2 separate regions of the Zea mays genome follow, and region 2 is linked to region 1. The links are chromatin contacts, called in public Hi-C maps. All regions are on one chromosome and are shown on one strand. Each heading gives the region's core, a stretch centred on a gene start, on an enhancer-like site or on the middle of the called end of the contact. The rest is flanking DNA. Distances are from core to core; before and after follow the strand shown.

Region 1 (7,321 bases), core at 3,218-5,717:
GTAGTACTGTCTCGAGTACATACCTTCTTCTCCTTCGCCATGAGGCATGTGTGACGCTCGTTGGGGAAGAGGGATGACTTGTTGAAGGCGGTGGTGGCGAGTCCTTCATTTTCGGAGTCGGATGACGAACAATCCGAGTCCCATTCCTTGCCAAGGTGTGCCTCGCCCTTAGCCTTCTTGTATGCCTTCTTCTTCTCCCTCTTTCCCCCTTGTTCCTGGTCACTATCATTATCGGGACAGTTAGCAATAAAATGACCAATCTTACCACATTTGAAGCATGAGCGCTTCCCCTTTGTCTTGGTCTTGCTTGGTTGTCCCTTGCGACCCTTTAGCGACGTCTTGAAGCGCTTGATGATGAGGGCCATCTCTTCATCATTGAGCCCGGCCGCCTCAACTTGCGCCACCTTGCTAGGTAGCGCCTCCTTGCTCCTCGTTGCCTTGAGAGCAATGGGTTGAAGCTCATGGATTGGACCGTTCAACGCGTCGTCCACGTACCTTGCCTCCTTGATCATCATTCGCCCACTTACGAACTTTCCAAGGACTTCTTCGGGCGACATCTTGGTGTACCTAGGATTTTCACGAATATTGTTTACCAAGTGTGGATCAAGTACAGTAAAGGACCTTAGCATTAGGCGGACGACGTCGTGGTCCGTCCATCGCGTGCTTCCGTAGCTCCGTATTTTGTTGATGAGGGTCTTGAGCCGGTTGTATGTTTGGGTTGGCTCCTCGCCCCTTATCATCGCGAATCTTCCAAGCTTGCCCTCCACCAACTCCATCTTGGTGAGTAAGGTGACGTCGTTCCCCTCATGAGAGATCTTGAGGGTGTCCCAGATCTGCTTGGCATTGTCCAAGCCGCTCACCTTATGGTACTCGTCCCTGCACAAAGAGGCTAATAGCACAGTAGTAGCTTGTGCATTTTTATGAATCTGTTCATTAATAAATATAGGACTATTCGAGCTATCAAATTTCATTCCATTCTCAACAATCTCCCATATGCTTGGATGGAGAGAGAACAAGTGACTACGCATTTTGTGACTCCAAAATCCGTAGTCCTCCCCATCAAAGTGTGGAGGTTTGCCAAGAGGGATGGAAAGCAAATGTGCATTTGAGCTATGCGGGATACGCGAATAATCGAAAGAAAAGTTTGAGTTAACCGTCTTTCGTTTGTCATAGTCGTTGTCTTCGTTGTCCTTTTGGGAAGAAGTGGACTCATCGCTGTCGTCATAGTAGACGATCTCCTTGATGCGTCTCATCTTCTTCTTCTTCCCATCTTTGCGTCTGTGGCTCGAGCCCGAGTCGGTAGGCTTGTCATCCTTCGGCTCGTTGACGAAGGACTCCTTCTCCTTATCGTTGATCATGATTCCCTTCCCCTTAGGATCCATCTCTTCGGGCGATTAGTCCCTTCGTGAAGAGAACGGTTCTGATACCAATTGAGAGCACCTAGAGGGGGGGGTGAATAGGTGATCCTATAAAACTTGAAACTTAAGCCACAAAAACTTGGTTAAGTGTTAGCACAATAATTGCCAAGTGGCTAGAGAGGAGTCTCAACAAAACACAATAACCACAAAGATATCAATCACAGAGATGGCACGGTGGTTATCCCGTGGTTCGACCAAGACCAATGTTTGCCTACTCCACGTTGTGGCATCCCAACGGACGAGGGTTGCAATCAACCCCTCTCAAGCGGTCCAAAGACCCACTTGAATACCACGGTGTTTTGCGTTGCTTTTCTTAATCCCGTTCGCGAGGAATCTCCACAACTTGGAGCCTCTCGCCCTTACACTTGAAGTTCACAAAGAAGCACGGAGTAAGGGAGGGATGAGCAACACACACAAGACACAAAATCAGAATGTCAACACGCACACAAGTCGCAACAAGAGCTCGCAACACAACCCGACGAGTTCACAACTCAACAAGAGCTCTAGATGCTATCACGAAGAAACAAATGCGTGGAATCGAAGTCTTGGTGCTTAGGAATGCTTTGAGTATGCTTGATGTTCTCCTCCATACGCCTAGGGGTCCCTTTTATAGCCCCAAGGCAGCTAGAAGCCGTTGAGAACATTCCAGGAAGGCTGATCTTGCCTTCTGTCGCCTGGCGCACCGGACAGTCCGGTGCACCACCGGACACTGGCCGGTGCGAATATCCTTCCTTATTTAGCGAAGCCGACCGTTGGAGTTTGAGAGCCGTTGGCGCACCGGACACTGTCCGGTGCCTCCTTCTAGCCGTTGGCTCGGCCACGTGTCCCGCGCAGATCGCGCGGCCGACCGTTGGCCCGGTCGACCGTTGGTTCACCGGACACTGTCCGGTGCACACCGGACAGTCCGGTGAATTATAGCCGTACGCCGTTAATTTCTTCCCGAGAGCAGCCAGTTCGCCTGAGCCAGCCTGGCGCACCGGACACAGTCCGGTGCACCACCGGACAGTCCGGTGCACCCAGACCGAGCTGACTTTGGCTGAACAGAGCCATCTCATTTCCAATTCAATCTTTCCTGTTTCCAGCACTTAGACACAATACATTAGTCCATAAAACAATGTACTAAGTCTAGAAACATACCTTTTGACATGATTTGCACTTTGTTCACCACATTGCATAGATCAACACAAAAGCACTTGCGTTGGCACTCAATCACCAAAATACTTAGAAATGGCCCAAAGGCACATTTCTCTTTCAGTATGTGAGCTCACTCTTACTGTCTCACCCCCCCCACAGGTCAAGAACAGGTACCGCAGGATGAGGCGCTTGGAGGATGCTGCGATGTGTTCGTGAGAGGTCTAGGCCGTCGTCTCCCAGTCAACTTTGGGTTGCTGGACCGTTGTCTCCATATAATGTATTTATTTATTTATTTTGTACAAAACTCCTGTTATGTAGTAAAAATGTGACATTCGATCCTGTGCCATGATTCATCATATGTGTGAGACTTGGTCCCAGCACACCTGGTGATTATGTTCGCGCCCGGGTCTTGGTGCCCCAAAATCCGGGTGTGACATCCACGCGTTATCGAGGCCGCTGTGCCACGTGCGTGGAAGACGCCATCATGAAGCGCCGTTTTGTCGGAGCCGGACGTGACAGCATAGGCGGAGAAGACATGACTACACTGTCCATACCCCTGCGCACAACAACATATCAGCCTATGCCGCAACCTACGCCTGCGCTTGTGCTCCGACTAGACGTGGCAAGGGCGTGACAAGCCAGGAGATCTACACGGAGGCCAAGAGAAGATATCCGTCCAAGCCACCACTTCGCCTTTTGCATATCTAGCATTAGATTTACCAGGCCCACTTGTCGGGGCTAGACCGCTATGTACGTGTATCCCTTAGGCTATAAAAGGGAAGAGCACACACCCACCAAGGGTTCCAACTCAGGCTTTTCACATGGCAGACTCCCCAGGAGACCCTCAGACACATACTGACTTCCGTTCCTCATGCAATACAGCTCACAGAGGATATAATGTATTACGCTCCGGTAGCCCGAACCATTGTAACCCTTGTGTTTTGGAGTTATTACAACTAATCAGGCAATCTCTAGACTCTCTCTAGTTAACAGGATTAGACGGGTGCACTCCGTCACCTGGCTAGAGTGTCGTCTCCGACATCCGACAGAGATAACGTTATAAGATGTAGACAGGGATGGTAATGGATCGTGATCCAAATGCTTCTTCTCAAAATGGTAGGGCCCTAAATAATTTGTAGTTCAAAAATAAATAGAAATAGAGTCCATTGTCAGCTCTAGATGTAGGTAACGGGCACAAAAAAAGGTGTGGTAGGAGCCGAGAAAAGATCAAGATTCAAGATGAACATCAACACACGAGCTCTAGATGTAGGTAACGGGCACAAAATGATCTGATCCTTAAATCTTATAGTGTAAAATTTAGAGCCCATTGTCAGCTCTAGATGTAGGTAACGGGCACAAAAAAAAGGTGTGGTAGGAGCCGAGAAAAGATCAAGATTCAAGATGAACATCAACACACGAGCTAAAAAAATGAGATTCGGCAAAACCTCCAACTCATACTATTTGCACTTTTAGATAAAGTATTTTTTTATAGAAAATAGAGACTATTTAGGGCCCGTTTGTTTCCTTTCATTTCGAGAAATTGAAATCTTACTAATTAAATAGACTATTTTTGTAGAATATGACATTCCACTACTTTCCAAAGTTATCATATAAGCCTACTTCAAATTCATGAGGTGAGAGATGGAAATGGATTCTATAGATTTACATGCTATTTTTCTGATGTACAACTTATAGCATATTCTTCTACTTGCGCCTCTATAACATAAATGTAGTATATAACTATCTCTCTCATATGATTTAGGATAATATACAAATATATTACATATATAAATATATAAACTTAATTAGTTTTGTCTAAATTATAATTATTAAAATGGAATTCAATTACAACGAAACAAACGGGCCTTATTGTAATTTGGTGGAGATGCTATTCCATTAAATACAGTTGCTCGCTAAATCACAACTATTCCGCAAAACAAACAAGTACGAGGAGTCGAGGACTGCAGCTGCCCCACCAAACGCCGACCTGCCGGGACATGGCAGCTGCGGCGCCGGCCGCGGGCAAGGGAAAACGAAAGCGCCACCTCTCCGAGGACGACGTCTGCCTCCTCCAAAGGTCCGTCCGTCCGTCCTTCCTCCTCCTTACGCCTAGGGTTTTACTTCACCGCTCTCTCCTCGGGCAGCTCGCTTTCTCCTAGGGTTTTACTTCACCGCGTCGCTTGCAATCCTTCTCCCCCCGCACAGGTACAATCCGGGGACGATCCTGACGGCGCTGCAGGAGGTGGCGCAGCATGCGGAGGGCCGGATCATCGACTGGAGGGCGGTGGTGGCGAAGTCGGCCACGGGGATCACCTCCGCCCGCGAGTACCAGATGCTCTGGCGCTACTTAGCATATCACCACGACCTAAACGAGAGCATCGAAGCCGGTGACCTGCCTCTGGTTTGTAATCCTACCCCACCCAAACCCTAGATTTTGCTTTCCCTTTTGGATTGGCTTGCAAGGCGCCAAGGCATCAAGTAGCTTGGACTTCTGTAGTGGTGATTGTTTGGATCTTAAGGTAGCACACACAGGATTTCGGTCTGTTCTTGTGTTGGCTGCTCCTTCTGTAATTCGTGCTATATTTTTTATGTGCATCTTCTTGACAATTGTAGGGCGATGACAGTGACCTGGAATTGGAGCTTGAACCCAATCCCAGCGAGACCAAGGAAGCTTTATCTGAGGCCTCTGCATTGGCCAAGGTATCACTTCATGTCTGGAAACCATACTGTAGGATGGTCATTCCGATTTTAGAACGTATGATACCAAATCCTGTTTAGTGCTCCTTTTTTTCATTGAATTGACGATGCTCTAAAATATCCAGGATGAGCGAGAGGCACCTGCTTGTGTAGCATTGCCTGCCATTTTTCAATACCTTATTTTACCACGATCAAGTATCCGGAAGTGTTTAGAACACATACACTTATTCGTAAGTGTAAAGGCCGGGACACTGTTTCTTTATCTAAAAAAAGTATACTGATGTGCTGCGCTATTGTGATTGACTTGCTCAAACTAATCTTTTACTGCAACCTTATCCAGAATGGTTGTAGATGTTAGACCACTGTTTAGGGTTAGGTTAGGGTTTCCCTGTATTTCCCTGATTACCCCTATTGTCATGGGCTTTGGCCCACCTAACTCCTATATATAATATACTCCCAACCCAGGATTAGGGTTAGGGTTTCACATATTCCAACAATAGAAGCCTCACTTTATTCCAAGTTCCAACAGACTTGATGCAATGTTTTGAAATTCAAATAGCAAGAAAAAAAATCATAGGGCCAGTTTGGCAGGGCTCCTAGAGCAGCTTCCAGGCTGAATCCAGCTTCCAAACAGTTTTTATACTGAAGTGATTCTTTGCTGATTTTGTGAAGTGATTCTTTGAAATGAACTAGGAGGCTGGGAGCTGGAGAAAGAGCTTCTCCATGATTCACTCCATGTCCAGAATCACAGTATGCATAGAGTTTATTCTAGAGAATCATATAGAATCAATTTCAGTCAGAGAATCACTTTTCACAGAGAATCTGGAGCAGGAGGAGCTCTACCAAACTGGCTTTTAAGTTTAGAGGCAGCTTTGTGGTAGTTGTAGAGAACTGGTATCTGTTGGGTAAGGGTGGGATGCACCAGTCGCTGATGGCCTGATGCCCAGTAGGTGCCCGTGATGCCTGGCAGCAAGAGTCATTGCAGTTTTACAGCCCATGAGACGCAGTACCAAGCGGAGGGACACATCAGGCTCAGGTAGGCATGCACTGGACTATTGGAGAGAGAACCAGTGCTGGGAGCCTGGGAGCATCAATAGTGTTGGAGGAGCTACCCATAGGTGGCGGTAGGAGGTTGGGGTGTCTGGTAGCTTGCGATGTTGGGATTTGGGTGAGGAGCGGGGTCGGATGCCAGAGGGGAAATGCTGGTGTGAATGATGATGCTTGCTACACATGTGGGTGGGTGTGTGCTTGTCAATTGTCATGGGCTGAAAAGGCCTGTAATCAGGTGTCGCGGAATGCTGATTGGGCTAGCAAGGAATCAAGGATAGTGCTATTATTTTTTCTCTAATACACAGGAGAGCTGCGTATAATTGTATTAAGAAGAGGAAAAGTCCGATACAAAACCAGTCCTCTATCCCGGACAAAATAGGAGATCCTCAACCAAAATTACAAGACTACAGAAACGAGAGCGAGACCTGACCAACAACAAAGGAGGAAAAACCCTATCCTATACCCCTCTCCTAACCAAGAGCTAGCTGGTCAGAGGCACTTGCATAGCCCCAAAGATGCCTTTCTTCTTCAAAGGATCTTAATCTAAGGACCGATTGAACACAGGGCCTAGCTCCATCGAACACAATGGCGTTCCTGTGTTTCCACAGAACCCAAGCACTGAGAATGATCAAGGTGTTGAAACCTTTACTGGTTGACTTGGAGAGGGACGAAACAGCTCGCTTCCACCATTCAATAAAGTTATTTTCAGACTGCTCCGGCACCCTAGAGGCCATCCGAAGGCGTGATAACACTCTGAACCAGGAATCCCTCGAGAAGACGCAGGTAGCGAGGATGTGGTGCACAGTCTCTTGCCCCTGGTCGCAGAAAACACAAAGCACAGGATGGGGGAGACCTCTGTTTGATAACCGGTCTGCAGTCCAACATCTTTTCCTAGCAGCCAACCAAAGAAACATTTTGCATTTCGGAGGAGCCCAAGATTTCCAAATACGTCGCCAATGTTTGAAACCGATTGAGCCCTCAAAGGACAGGAGATAGGCCGATCTAGCAGAGTATTTACCGTT
Region 2 (7,321 bases), core at 2,328-4,827, 260 kb before region 1:
GTACTTGTGGTATTCAAGGGGGCTCGAGCGGTTTCTCGAGTGCCTCTCCGTAAGGACCTGTTCTATGGATGACCGCCCGGGAAAACAGTGCAACCATGAGGGTGGAATGGGGTGCCCTTAGCTGAATAATTAGAGGATCCGGGATGTAGTTCACTTAGCCGTCGTGCCGTCAATGGGGCTCGGTGTATGCGGCTCGCTCTGCCAAGTTTGGGTTCGCCCCTTGGGGAGGAGTGCGGTGCATTTAGGAAACCTAACGGGTGACTACAGCCCCGGGGAATCTTTGTAAAGGCTACGTAGTGAAACCCTGCCTATTCACCTTGGTAGTGTTTAAGGGTTTGATCGGCCCGAGGCAAGAGGGAATCACGGCTTGTGGGTAAAGTGCACAACCTCTGCAGAGTGTTTGAAAACTGATATATCAGCCGTGCTCGCGGTTATGAGCGGCCAAGGGAGCTCCAGTGATTAGTGGTACTTGATCAGAGACATTGTGGTACAGGTGGTTATGAGATTGATGGTTTTGGTTATGACTATGGTGCTGGTAAGTGGTATTCTTTCCGTTTGGAAAGGGTACATCGGGTTAATAACTTGGGTTAATGCTAAAACTTGGCTTTCTACTAGTAAATAATAATCTGACCAACTAAAAGCAACTGCTTGACTTATCCCCACATAAAGCTAGTCCACTACAGCCAAACAGGATACTTGCTGAGTATGTTGATGTGTACTCACCCTTGCTCTACACACCAACCCCCCCAGGTTGTCAGCATTGCAACCACTGCTCAGGCGAAGATGAAGCTGTGGAAGGAGACTTCCAGGAGTTCCAAGATTACGACGAGTTCTAGGTGTGGGTTAGCGGCAACCCCCAGTCGGCTGCCTGTGAAGGCCGCGTTATCTACGTTTCTTTTCCGCACTTTGATTTATTGTAAGAACTATATGGACGTCTCAGACGTATGATGTAATCGACTATTTCCCTTATTAATACTATTTTGAGCACTGTGTGATGATGTCCATATTATGTAACTGCTGTGTACGTGAATAACTGATCCTGGCACGTACATGGTTCGCATTCGGTTTGCCTTCTAAAACCGGGTGTGACACATCCGCCTTATTTGCTTGTGATTTGTTTTCACCCTCTCTTTCGAACTCGTTTGTATTTCTAACGCTAACCCCGGCTTATAGTTGTGCTTAATCTTTATAAATTTCAGATTTGCCTATTCACCCCCCCTTAAGGCGACTTTCACTTAGTAGGAACAAGCTCAAATCGAAGCAGCATGAGGTCCCCGATCTGTGTAATCTCTCCCCCCTGTCGCTCCCAGATCGGCGAATCAAGGCCTTCTCGGTTGGGGATCGCAAAAATCAGATACATGCTGCTACTTAGGGGTGTTTGAATGCACTAGAATTAACAGTGAATTGACTAAAACTTTGCTAGTAGCTAATTTACTAAAAATAGCTAATAACTGAAATATTAGCTAAAGTGTTTGGATGTCTCTAGCTAATTTTAGTCACTAACTATTAACTATAGTGCATTCACCTCTTAGTTGCCCTCGGTCAGCCGGTCTTCTTGTTCCCTCGTCTGCCTCGGCGTCTCGAGATTTCGTCGCACCCAAGAAAAAAACGTGGGAGATGCGCGCTCGGATGGATTAGGGAGCAATGCCTCACGCGAAAATATGTGTGAAGAGAGATGCCGGATGCGGGACGCTAAAGAGGTGTTTAGTTTGAAGAACCAATTCATTCTAGACGAGGCGACGTATCATGAGTCTATTAGATAAATTTGATGGATGAAATCATTCTTTATATTAATACTAATTATTAGCTTATGAGGAATGAAATTATGACGGATCAACTCATTTTATTTTACAAACCAAACAAAAAAGGTTAGGAGTGATAAGATGATAGACTAACTTATTCCTCAAACTAAACACACTATATTTTCGGGCAGTGGCGTATCTAGAATTTTAATGTAAGGTATGTCATGTAAAGTTTTCATATATATATTTGATCAAACCATCTAACAATTTTAAACAATTTTTAAATCAAATTACACAATCAATTTAAAATTCGGAGGTTAAGTTAAAAACATAAACAATAAGTCTTAAATTTGGAAAGTAAGTTGACAATATTCATAAACTATAATATAAATAGATGAAAAGTTATATTGATAGTTTATATGACTTTTAGCTAAAACCTTATAAAAGACATAATTAATATTTTAATTATGTTACCTTTATCCACTTAAAGCATAATATTAAATGATTCAAAAATTATACTTGCACGGATTAAATCCTTAGCTCTCACGTATGATTATACAAACCGAGCTATTGATCAATTTCGATCATTTCCTACCTCTCGAGTGTCGAAAGCTTAAGACCTATAAAGTTGTTTGTGTGTTTCGTCATTTTTGCGAGCTTACACCTAGCAGTCTAGTCTCCAACTCGCGAGTCACATCCGTTGAAGAATCCGAACGATCGAGCATTGAAATGTTGGTTGTATAACCGTATTGTCCGTCTAACATACCATCTCAAGACTTTGTTAGATAAATCCTAAGGCTATAAGCCTGGACACAAAGAAAGCACAATTTGTAAGGCTATTAGTACAACATATCTGAGACTTAGGCTGACTCCAGCAAGGGGCTGCAAATGGTCTTGAAAGCTATATTTAGCGTTTCTTATCCTCCTGAAGCTGTCCAATATCGTTCTCTATCACGTCCGTTAAATTATAGCGCTTATCCTTCGCCCACTACATTTGGCGATTTATTGTGTATCCTCTATACGTCCAAACCTCTAGCTCACTGTTGTTCTCGTGATGAACTCGTCAGGACGCATGCGCGCGAATTGCCGGAGACGAGTAGCAGCACACACATCAAATCACCGAGAGGAGGACGAGCTCGCGCGAGTGCACGACGGATCGCTAGGGAGGAGCACCAGAATGTCGTGGTCGCCGACGAGGAGGACGAGCGCGTGACCTCTGGCGAGGAGGACGTGTGCAGCCGCAGAGAACACAGACGCGACAGTTCGCTGAGGACGAGGAGAGAGAGCGACCACCGACGAGGACGACGAACGACCAGTCACCAACGCCATGGAGGAGGAGAGCGCACGACGGGGACGAGCACCAACGCCGCGGCGGTGCACACAGAAGGGATTTTGGGGATTTTCACCCTTGGGGAATTCGAAATAAAATACATTTCTAATTTTTAATTTAATATATTGAGTACCAAATTATATGAAAAAGATAGAATAAATATTATATATAATGGATTTTTAATACTGTAGGTATAAAGGGCTAAATTTAGGGGATTTTGCTGGAGACTAAGAAGATATAAAAGACAGAATCATTTTAGAGTGTAGCGTAAAAGACATAAAATATTCTTTTAGGAGATAGAAATTTCTTAAACCAGTCGACAAATAGCGCAAAGTCAAATGTCTCAAAAAGTCAGTGCTGCGGTGGGCTGACAGATCCTGCATTTAATAAACCCGTCTGAACCGTAGACTTTGCCCATTCTCCTTTATTTTATTTTTTTAAATAAATTCTGGCACCGAGAAGAAGGAAACACAAGCAAAGCTAGCAAGCGCGACTGTCACACCTCTCCGATCAAATCCACATCGGAACAACCATTGAAAAGCACGCGATTCCTACCCGTCCTGTCGCCGCCATCACCACCGCCGGTCGGAGGTGCCTGTCGCCGCTGCTCGGCTCCGGCCCGGAGCGTCCCTCCCTCTCCTCGTTCCGCAGTTTTCAACGGCGGTTGGGCCCCGTCAAAAATCTAATCCTACTGTCTCTCTGAAGCCGGCTTCCTTGACTAATCGGCGGCGGAATCTCGCGGTCTTGGTTTGGCCCCCTTGTCTGGTTCCTCCCGATCGGTACTTGCCTGGTGGTTGATACCTTCTATTCTCTTCCCTTGTTTGGTGCTCAAAAGGGCGCAATTTCCACTTGGTTCTTGGTATGTTGGAGGTTGCCACCTTCTTTCTGCTTTGATTTTTTCTTCGGCGGGAGCGTCGTCAACGCGACGCCTCGAACGGGTAAGCTTCGTTCCATCTTTTCGGCATCCATTTACTTCGTTGTTATCGCCGGCGTCGGGTGGGAATGAGCGATATTCACGGCCATTCTCACATCTTTACAGGTGCTTGGCTGGTGGATCTATTGGATTTCTTGGCCCATCGACATTTGTCACCATGGGCGGCGTGTGTTCGGCGGGGATTGCAGGGGACAAGTCGCCAACGGAGCTCTCATTCCGAGCGATGGGGTTCGTGGTGGAGCAGGATTTCAAGGCCTTCTCAGCCGCCGGCAAGAACAGGACCGCGCCCGTCGAGGAGGCGGTGGATCCTAACCAAGTGAGCGATCAGTCTTTTCGTTTCTCTGACAAGGGCTCGCCGCCATCAACGAGTGGCAAGGTTCATCGCTCGGTCTCCAAGGAGGCCAAGACTGGGAAGCCTAGGAGAAGCGCCTCCGGCAAGGCTGGTCCAAGCAAGGCAAGTCTTTCCTTCTAGAATCTTGATTTACATGTGCTGGTATAAATTGCGCATCAAAATTGGTTAGTTCATTGTCGGGAAACAAATGTTAGATCCTGCATTGAGACTTAGGTGTTGTAGTACATTGTGTACTGTGTAGTGACAACATTTTTGCTGAAAACAATGTTACCTTATGATCTTATTGGTAATTAGAGGCACTAAGTTCTTACATTGTAGCATAGGGCATGCGCCAATCTATTGAGTTGTGTTGTGTATTCAGAGTTTTCAGACATGTTTCTATGGTTCAGAAGAAGCTTACTGTGCTAGATTTCCTAATGCTTCTGTTTTTCTCGACTCTTCTTGCAGGTTTCAGACATAGGCACAGTGCTTGGTAGAAAGAGTACCTCTGGACTTGGGAAAGCAGTAGAGGTTCTAGATAATCTGAGTAGCAGCATGTCAAGTTTGAGCCCTGGAGGGGGTTTTGTCGCAGGACCAACGACAAAGGGGAACAAAATATCAATCCTTGCATTTGAGGTTGCAAACACAATAGTTAAGGGCATGAGCCTCATGCAGTCTTTGTCCAAAGAAAGCCTGAACTACTTGCAGGACATGGTCCTTCTATCGGAAGGTGTACAACGATTAGTTTCAAGCAACATGGGTTATCTGATGAGAATTGCTGCAGCTGACAAGAGGTTTGCCAACAGATATGTTAGCATTTGATTTCTGTGATATGGTTTAGCAGATGTTGTGGCCCATCTTTCATGTTCCTAAATAACGAAAGGTTTCATATTCTGGTCACATCTTTGCAGGCAAGAGCTGAGGATATTTTCACAAGAAGTCATAAGATTTGGGAATCGTTGCAAAGATCCTCAGTGGCACAACCTAGATCGTTATTTCTCCAAGTAGGGTCCCACTGTTTACATGGCTTAATGATTGATTGCTAGTGTAATGATCTCACTAGTCCTTGTGTTTGTTTCCAGGCTAGAGTCAGAAATTACACCCCAACCACAATTAAAAGAAACGGCGAAAGCAGATATGCAGCAACTGATGGCCCTTGTTCGCCACACTGGTGTGAGTATCACACATGTTGACAAAAATCTCTAGTGTTCTTACAGAAAATAAATTGTGTTAGACTACATTTTGCTCACCTTTGCATGTCATGCAATCAGTATGATTCATGTAGCCATTCCTGATGTTGTTGCTGTTCCACTTTGCCCCATAGGATCTCTACCATGAATTACACGCACTAGATAGATTTGAGCAAGATTATCGCCGAAAGTTGGAGGAAGAGAAAAGATCAGTTACATCTGAAAGGGGTATGTCGATGGTCATCCATGTATCACCCTTGTCGCTTCAGATGCTATTTTTTCTGCCAGTCCAGTTCCCTGATCCTCATCACACTTAATAACCGACTCCCATGAATGAACAGGGGACACTGTTCAGATCATCAGACAAGAGCTGAAGAGCCAGAGGAAGCATGTACACAATTTGAAGAAAAAGTCTCTTTGGTCTAAGCCTCTTGACTCTGTGAGTAGTTCATATTCAAATCATGCACACGATGAAGTGCACAGATGACATTTTTTTTCTTCTTCTTCTCCAAATGATCTGTTTTCAACGGGCAAGATGAATGATGCAAACTGCATCTCCTATTTGTAGGTCATGGAGAAGCTTGTAGATATTGTCCACTTCTTACATGTCGAGATCCAAGATACTTTTGGGCCTTGTGGTAAGCTTGCTCGCTCACTTCTATACTTGCCATCAAACCAGTCATGGTTTTACCACCTAGTGATCAGTACTGACTTGTCTGTTATGCGCTTTTTCTTTTTTGTTCCTGTAGTTGGAGAGTCGAGCGAATCACAAGAGAGCCGTCAAACTTTGGGGTCTGCTGGTCTCTCTCTTCACTACGCTAATATCATTTCTCAGATTGACAATATTGTAAGTATCTCGTGGTTACTCAAAAAAAAAGAGTAATGTTGTCATATTTACAAACCTCATGCTGCTAGCTAGTGAGCATAATTGGAACGTACTTGCAACAAAATTCTGTCTCCAACTACAATTTACTGGGGAACTGTTTGCTGACCGATATCCATTGCTTAATTTAAGGTTTCCCGAAGCTCCGTCCCCCCTCAGAGCACCAGAGATGCGCTCTATCAAAGTCTGCCCCCGAACGTCAAGTCTGCTCTTCGAACAAGGCTGATAACTCCGACAGAGTCTCAAGAGGTAGTCTGGTGCTTGGGAATGATGTTCCATTGTCCACATCGACAACATCCACTCGGGAGCTTTATTTCCCTGACTGCTACTTTCTTCTGCCTCAGGTTCCGATCACTAGAACCAGGAGTTCAATGGAGAAGACTTTGCAATGGATTGTCCCGGTTGCCAATAACACGGCCAGGTACTACAAGTTGGGTCGAATTGTTTAGCTACAGAAGAAAAAAGTAGAATCATGGGTCCTTTTTCCAGGAGTGAATTGGACGTTGATGATATTTATAACCCTTGTTTGTGATGCTATGAACCAGGGCACACCATGGGTTCGGATGGGTTGGCGAGTGGGCGAACACAGGGTAAGACACTCATGAGATCTTCTTTTAAGAGCATTATATTATTACTAAGCTCGACGTGTGGGCGCCAAAGCTGAAGAACTCTCCGGCCGGTCTGTGCAGGAACGACCCGGCGCAGAAGCAGGCCGGGCAACCTGGCGCGCTGAAGATCGAGACGCTGTACCACGCGGACAAGGAGAAGGCCGACGCATGCGTACTGGACCTGGTGGTGTGGCTCCACATCCTGATCAGCTACAGCAGGCCGGCAAACAGGTCGCCGAGCCGATCCCCCGTCCGTTCCCCGACCCACGCGGCCCCGCGGGTGGTGGTAGCAGCAGCAGCCAC

Evidence for each region. Hi-C and Micro-C count contacts between places; a contact is called where the count stands out from the background.
Region 2: a Hi-C map of leaf shows a contact between it and region 1, with 9 times the contacts expected there. The contact joins the promoter of LOC100381939 here to the promoter of LOC103627275 in region 1. A contact is called at or near these places in 2 of 25 Hi-C or Micro-C datasets (ear and leaf).

The regions. Positions count from the first base shown.
Region 1 is chr5:175,091,649-175,098,969 of Zm-B73-REFERENCE-NAM-5.0, reverse strand. LOC103627275 (putative MYB DNA-binding domain superfamily protein) reads left to right here and starts at 4,467. Exons shown (of 6, transcript XM_008647564.3): 1 at 4,467-4,629; 2 at 4,758-4,953; 3 at 5,166-5,252. The coding sequence starts at 4,550.
Region 2 is chr5:175,352,504-175,359,824 of Zm-B73-REFERENCE-NAM-5.0, reverse strand. It overlaps LOC100381939 (putative protein of unknown function (DUF668) domain family protein), which reads left to right and starts at 3,577. Exons shown (of 13, transcript NM_001174713.1): 1 at 3,577-4,010; 2 at 4,112-4,460; 3 at 4,806-5,131; 4 at 5,249-5,341; 5 at 5,420-5,510; 6 at 5,662-5,755; 7 at 5,869-5,966; 8 at 6,096-6,165; 9 at 6,277-6,374; 10 at 6,543-6,659; 11 at 6,755-6,831; 12 at 6,956-7,000; 13 at 7,100-7,321. The coding sequence starts at 4,164.